Linked DNA regions of Sus scrofa: region 1 is linked to region 2. A link is a contact called in public promoter capture Hi-C data. All regions are on one chromosome and are shown on one strand. Each heading gives the region's core, a stretch centred on a gene start, on an enhancer-like site or on the middle of the called end of the contact. The rest is flanking DNA. Distances are from core to core; before and after follow the strand shown.

Region 1 (3,215 bases), core at 353-2,852, 330 kb before region 2:
ATGAATGAATCCATGGAATTTGCATAACCTATTTCAAAATTCAAAGGTAGTTCTAATGAGGCTCTGACTATTCACGAGGAAGTCACAGAGGAATAATCCACCACTGCATGCTACTTAGGAAGGTGAATGAACATCTCTCAGTGCGGGGAAGAAGCACAGACCTGGTTTCGCCGAGTTCGGCCTCCGGGAGCGCTAATTCCCATTAGGGAGAACTCAGATCTTGGCACCCACCAGGGTCAGACTCAGGTTTCCACTAAAGCCTGCGCATTTGGGCTTCACAATTTCTTTCTCCCTCAGCCAATCGTTGCCACCCTCCTTCCTACCCCCTACGTCTCAACGCACTCCTGACAAAGCTTGCTTTTCCACTCTAAGCTGTTTGAGCTCCCTGAACTCCAAAGGCGTTCTCCCGCCGGCCGTGTCTACGGCACCTAACGGACCGCTCCGGCCAGATGCCTTTGCGGGCAAGGGCGGGGGAAGGGGAGGGAGGAGGCGGAGGGGAGGAGTGAAGTCGCTCTCCCTCCTCGGGTACTGACAGGGCTGCAGTCTTCCGAGCAGGTCTGGTCATTGAATATTTGGTGGTGCCACGTAGGAACTTTTCCTTACCTCTCTCCTCCCATCCCACCCCGCGCCCCCTCCCCTTCCCTCCAATCCCTATTCCTCCACCCCCACCCCATTTGCTTGTGGAGAGTTTCATCATTCTCCTAGAGAACTGCACGTCCAACCTGCAAGAAGAAGGTGGGGGTGGAGGTGGGGGGTCATAGAGGGGAAGAGGGGACTGAAATCCAGGGAAGAAGGGTTCTCCTTGTCTTTACCCATTTCTTATCTGCCATTTTTTCCCACTTAAAATCTCTTCAAAATGCCACACACGCACACTCTCACACACACTTCTCAGGCTTCAAGATTCATGCCCTTCTGCTTTCTCTCGTATCCCTAAAAGTACAACATCTTGCTTCTCACTTTGTTCCAGACAAAGAACTTTACCGAGGTTCATTTTATACCCTTTCTCTATATTTTCTCCTTAGCTCACCTTTAAAAAAGCACTTCCATGTGTTAGACCCTGAAGAAACCAGAAGGTGTGTTCAAAGGTCAGTCTAAGGACTGTTCCTCAAACAAAAGCTTTGTAAAACTTCCCTTGTGTTCAAGGTAATATTCTTCCTCTTTTCAAAGCCCCTGGAAAGTAGTGAAGGGCATTTCAGCAGGCTCTGCGCCTGACAGATCTTTTTTTCTGCTACCTCTTCTCCCATTACTGTCCCGCCTACATGCATCTCTCTCTCCAGTCTTCACTTCCAACCTGATGGCAGCTACAATCTGGATTTCATTTAAGAGAACTGTTGAGGGCTTTTTTTGTTGTTGTTTTTTGTTTTTTTGAGGGGGGGAGGGGGCTGGAGGAAAGAAGGGGGGAGGGGCGCAGAATGAGAAAGACCGACGGCACTCTCCCACCTCCCCCAAACCATTTTTTCTTACCTCCTCTGACCTCTCTAGCCTGGAAGAGGAAAGTCAGTGCCAGAGTTGTTATGGTGAAATCCCAGAGCCACCGTTTCGTTTTCCACCTAGAGGACCACCGCTCCATCTCCGAGCCCCGCTCTCACAACTGAGAACTCAACCCACGAAATTGCGATTGCAGACCAACTTCGTCCCTTCCAAGGTATCGTCGGGGATGTTTGCTACACAGCCATTGAGGAGGGAGAGGGGGAAAAAGTCAAAGGGCTTTTTCTTTAAATTTGATGGTTTGCTTCCTTCCTGTCTCTCGCCCCCTCCTCTCCCTCTCGATTGGCCCCGCTGGCCGGGACCCTCCGATCCGTCCTCTGCGGGGCCCTGCCTTCAGACTGACGGCAGATGAGGGGCTTCAACCAAAAATCTGAGAGGCCTGCGTGCCCCTAAAGGCTTCATGCCGTCAGTGGGCAGGACGAGAAGCTCTGGGCAGCCCCCTCCCCCGCCCACTCCGCTCCTGCGCCCCCCTTACCCCAGGAGAAACTGACAAGCCTGCTGAAGGTCAGACCCAATCACACGCCTCGCGGGCGGCCCCGAGCCCGCCCCCCTCTCCTTGCCCAAGAATCAGGTCTCCTGGCTAGCCCAGCCCACCAACCACCCCCCATCTCCCCATTCCACTCCTCCCTCCTCTCCTACCCAAATCCCCGAGAAGAAATGGGAGGGCGTTATGGGGGACGCGTGCTTGGCTCCAGCACTTTGGGAATGAAAGGAATTGCAGGAGAGACCCGGAGTCCACAGAGTTTTCAAGGAGCTTCTGTATTCAATAAAAACAGCTACTTGTCTACTTGCACCCGTCTGTTAGCCTCCCGTTCGTCAGCGGGGGAGGGGAGGAGCCCAGCGTCTGATCCGCCACACCACTGGAGTTCTGGGCTGCCAGCCGTAATCTTATCCCTGTGCAAAAATCTGCTTCTTATAGCAGTCGTGGAACCAACGGACTCATTGCTCTGCCTGCTCCGAAAAGTATTTTTATTATTTTCTTAAACGGAGAATTAGAAGAAAGGGATGGAGGTGAGATGGAGGGGCCCACGGGGTCAAAACCCATTCCCCTTCTTATAGGGAAGCCCTCCTTGGAGATCTGAAACTGACAGGTTTCTCTCTTGGTGGTTAAATACCGCACTAGCTTCATTCAGAGGCTCTTCTCTTAAAGAGCTGAACTGTGCTCTGAGGCAGGAGGAGAAAGAAATATATGGGAGCTGACATTAAGGGGGTGAGTAATTTAATTTTCCAGCTGATTCTGTCCTGAACCCGGATGAGGGGCAGGGGGAGGAGAAAAGCAAGGAAAGCAACTCCTGGAGATCTCCAAGCGTCTGGGCCCAGGGCTCCTCTTGAAGGGCCTCAGGAGCTGAAAATATCACTCTACAGTGAAAATAATGAGAAGGGGCAGGTTTCTAAATTCCTTCTACTTACCCCTCCTCAAAGTAACCCAGTTAAACCCAGACTATAGCTTCCCTGGTCATTTTTTCCGTGTTTAAAGTATTCCCTCCTATTGGCTTCTTCTTGTGGCTTAATATTTTTTAAGATGTCTTTCAAAAATTTTCTGGGACAGAGCCCAACAAGGTGCCAGCATATATTAGGTATTCAACACAGATGTGTTGAGTGAATGAATACGTTTTCCTGTTGACAAAGACTAGAAGCTTGGGCCAGGACTGATGCTGAATATTAAAGATATTTAAAGGTTTAAGGGTTCTCAACTAAGTTTATGAGGCACATATGTCCACTGATTT
Region 2 (3,055 bases), core at 484-2,983:
TGTTCCTCTCATTGAGTTGTGATGTCTCTATTATAGAAAAGACCATTAAACTTATCTTGATGATTCATGTAGCAATACTTGACCATAGCAGGCAGTGGTAATATTAAAGTTAATCCATGCATGCATTCATTCATTGACTTTATGTCTAGTATATGCTAATCATATATATATTACACAGGAAAAAGCCTGCAAAGGACAGTGTTTAAAGTAGCATGCCCTATCCAACTAGTTTATCACTCTACCCTGGCTCTCTTTTTTTCTTTCCCTCAAAGTACTTATTTACTCTCCAAGAGGAACTCATTTACTTACATACCTGTTTGAGTCTGTCTTACTACTAGACTGTAAATGCCAAGAGGGATCACCTTGTTCTCCCACCTCTCAATTTCTCAACAATGGGTGCCCCCATGGATCAACACTGGTCTCCCTTGGATATTAATATCATATGTGTTGATGCTATACGTGTATCCAGTGTTAATGTTTCTCCAGAACGCCATACTTACACATCCAACTGCCTAGCTGAAACATGAATACTGATGAGGTACTTTAAATTTATGTGTTCCTCCCTCCCCTACAGTTCCTAACCTAGCTATACTTCACTCTTCTCATGCTCAGTGAATGACATTATCATCCTCCAAACTTCTCCTTAATTACTCTTCTTCAAGTTTATCAATTATAATTTCAAGATACATCTCAATTCCTATTTCTTCAGGTACTGTCACCAAACTATTTCTAACAGTGTCTTTTTCTTTGTTTCTTTAGGGCTGCACCCATGGCATATGGAGGTTCCCAGGCGAGGGGATGAATTGGAGCCATAGCCGCTGGCCTACACCACAGACACCAGACAGTCACATCTGCGACCTATGCCGCAGCTTGTGCCAATGCCATATCCTTTATCCTTAACCCACTGTGTGAGGCCAGGAGTCCAACCCACATCCTTGTGGATACTAGCATGGTTCTTAACCCACTGAGCCACAAAGGGAACTCCCTAGCCGTGCCTTTTGCCTGGGCTACCCAGTAGCCCAACTGGTCTTTTTGCTTTTACTCCATTTTTTCAGAATGCAACCAAAGAGAAATTTTCATATCTAAAATGTAATCATTACATACATATACACATACACACACACAAAGCCCTACTAAAAAAATCCTGTCCAATTGCTCTCCTGATAATCAAAACTCCAAACTAACCTACAGGGCCCCCAAGGCCTGGCTCTACACACATGACATTATGAGTGTGTTGGGAAGGAGCTTCCCCATGATTTTTAAATTCTTATCATCATTTATAGTCTGTTTGATCTATCATTTACTAGCTGTGTGACTCAAATCTCCTCGTACATTAGCGTCCTTAATTGTAAAATGGGGAGGAGTACCTACCCCTTAGAATTTTTGTGGGGACTTAAATTAGGGTATCTTTCTCTAGAGGACGCCAATTCTGTGAAATGTACCGTGCGCAGAACGAATCAGACTGCTATAAGTCTGATGATTCAAAAAAAACAAAACATGTCTCAACCTTCTGTTCCTTAAACTGAGCTCGCTTGGCTACGAGGACGACCCTAAGCCTAATAACTTGCCGTGTCTAGGCTTTACCAGCCCCGGACGGTAGGCACACCCTCAAGACCCCACCTGCCAATCATACTCAAGTTCCAGTCCGCCAGGATTGGAAACCCAATAATGCGCAGCTCGGGTCCCCGCTGGCGCCACGCCCAGACTCGCTCCTCGCTCGCACAGGCGCAGAAGTGACTTCTGCCCTTGGGGTTATTTCCTCGTTCGTCAAGGTAGCTGAAGTCCCTCCTACTTTCTTTGACAATTTTTTTAATCCTCACTCCTTCCTCCGGGGAATTTTTGTTTTTAATACCTTCAGCAGCTACCTGGAACTTGAATCATTTTACTTCCCCATCGTTGTGGAACCTCGCCCTGCAGTCTGAGAAAAGCGTCCTCGAAGTACCACAGGTCCGCGGCGTAGGTCTCGCGAGAAGACGGCAAACTCTCGCGTTTTTTCTTGTTTTCCATAATCCTTAGCGCGAAGTGGAAAAACACGCATTTCTCTCAGCTTCGGTTGATGACTGCAGGGTTCACGCCTTTACTCTGTTGCTGGTGCTCGAGCGGAAATGGCGGCCCCAGAACAGCCGATCCCGATGTCGAGAGGATGCCAGAGCTCTGCTTCGCTTTCTCCGCCGCGGGGCGACCGAACCCTTCTAGTGAGGCATCTGCCAGCCGAGCTGACCGCTGAGGAGAAAGAGGACTTGCTGAAGTATTTCGGGGCACAGTCAGTGCGCGTCCTGTCCGATAAGGGGAGGCTGGTAAGGGCGCCCGGTCCCGAGCCTCGGGGGAAGGCCTTTGGCTGGTGGCCCGGGAGAGGAAGTTCTGACAGAAAAAAGACGGAAAAGAGCGAGGAAGATGCCCGTGCGTAGTGGGGGCTAGCCAGTCCTTTTTCTTTCCTTTCGAGAAAGCTTACGTCCCAAGGCAAGTTTTAATTGGCCCGAGCCTGGGTTCTTCCCCGCGCTGCGGGAAAGGGCGAGTGAGAAGGGCAAAGCAGAAGGAGGGAAAATAAGCTCAGTTATATTCCATTATATCCGCTCATGCTGAGAATCTCAAAACTCCTTTGGATTTGGGAGTAATTCTCTTAGACTCAAGGGTACTCTGAGGAATAAGTAACAAAGCACTACTTTTTTTAAAATATTGGTTTATTTGTAAGCTAGCATTAAAACTTTCATCAAAATAGAAGAGAAAATAGGGTAAATTAGGAGAAACCTTGTTACAGGGTTTCGACTAGATTTTTGACGAAGATGTTCCTCATAAAGTTTCCGACGGACTCCTTTAGAAAACGATATTTTAAGACTATTAAAAGTTCTAACACAGGAGTATACACAGTTGCTTTATTTTCTTTTACACTTAAAGATGTTTCCGGTGGATTTCTCGCCATGAAAATAATAACGGTGATGTTATGTTTCCGAAAGATGGCCTGTGAATGGGGCAAAACATCAGTGGTTAACTCTCCCCAGGTGATTCTAATATGCAGCCAGGGTTGAGAATTACTGAATTGGAAGAAGAACCAGTT

The links. Promoter capture Hi-C pulls out the DNA fragments that hold promoters and counts their contacts.
Region 1: a promoter capture Hi-C map of liver shows a contact between it and region 2, with 7 times the contacts expected there. The contact joins the promoter of COL11A1 here to the promoter of RNPC3 in region 2. A contact is called at or near these places in 2 of 5 promoter capture datasets (fetal liver and liver), 5 of 47 Hi-C or Micro-C datasets (embryonic fibroblasts, mesenteric adipose tissue, retroperitoneal adipose tissue and 2 more) and 2 of 2 datasets of contacts at active chromatin or transcription factors (alveolar macrophages and skeletal muscle).

What each region holds. Positions count from the first base shown.
Region 1 is chr4:115,636,768-115,639,982 of Sscrofa11.1, reverse strand. It overlaps COL11A1 (collagen alpha-1(XI) chain), which reads right to left and starts at 1,602. Exons shown (of 69, transcript XM_001929372.7): 1 at 1,465-1,602. The coding sequence starts at 1,570. LOC110260369 (a long non-coding RNA gene) reads left to right here and starts at 2,375. Exons shown (of 2, transcript XR_002343562.1): 1 at 2,375-2,698. It overlaps LOC110260368 (a long non-coding RNA gene), which reads left to right. Exons shown (of 3, transcript XR_002343559.1): 1 at 1-555; 2 at 1,483-1,645; 3 at 1,826-2,281.
Region 2 is chr4:115,310,638-115,313,692 of Sscrofa11.1, reverse strand. RNPC3 (RNA-binding protein 40) reads left to right here and starts at 1,733. Exons shown (of 16, transcript XR_002343546.1): 1 at 1,733-2,297.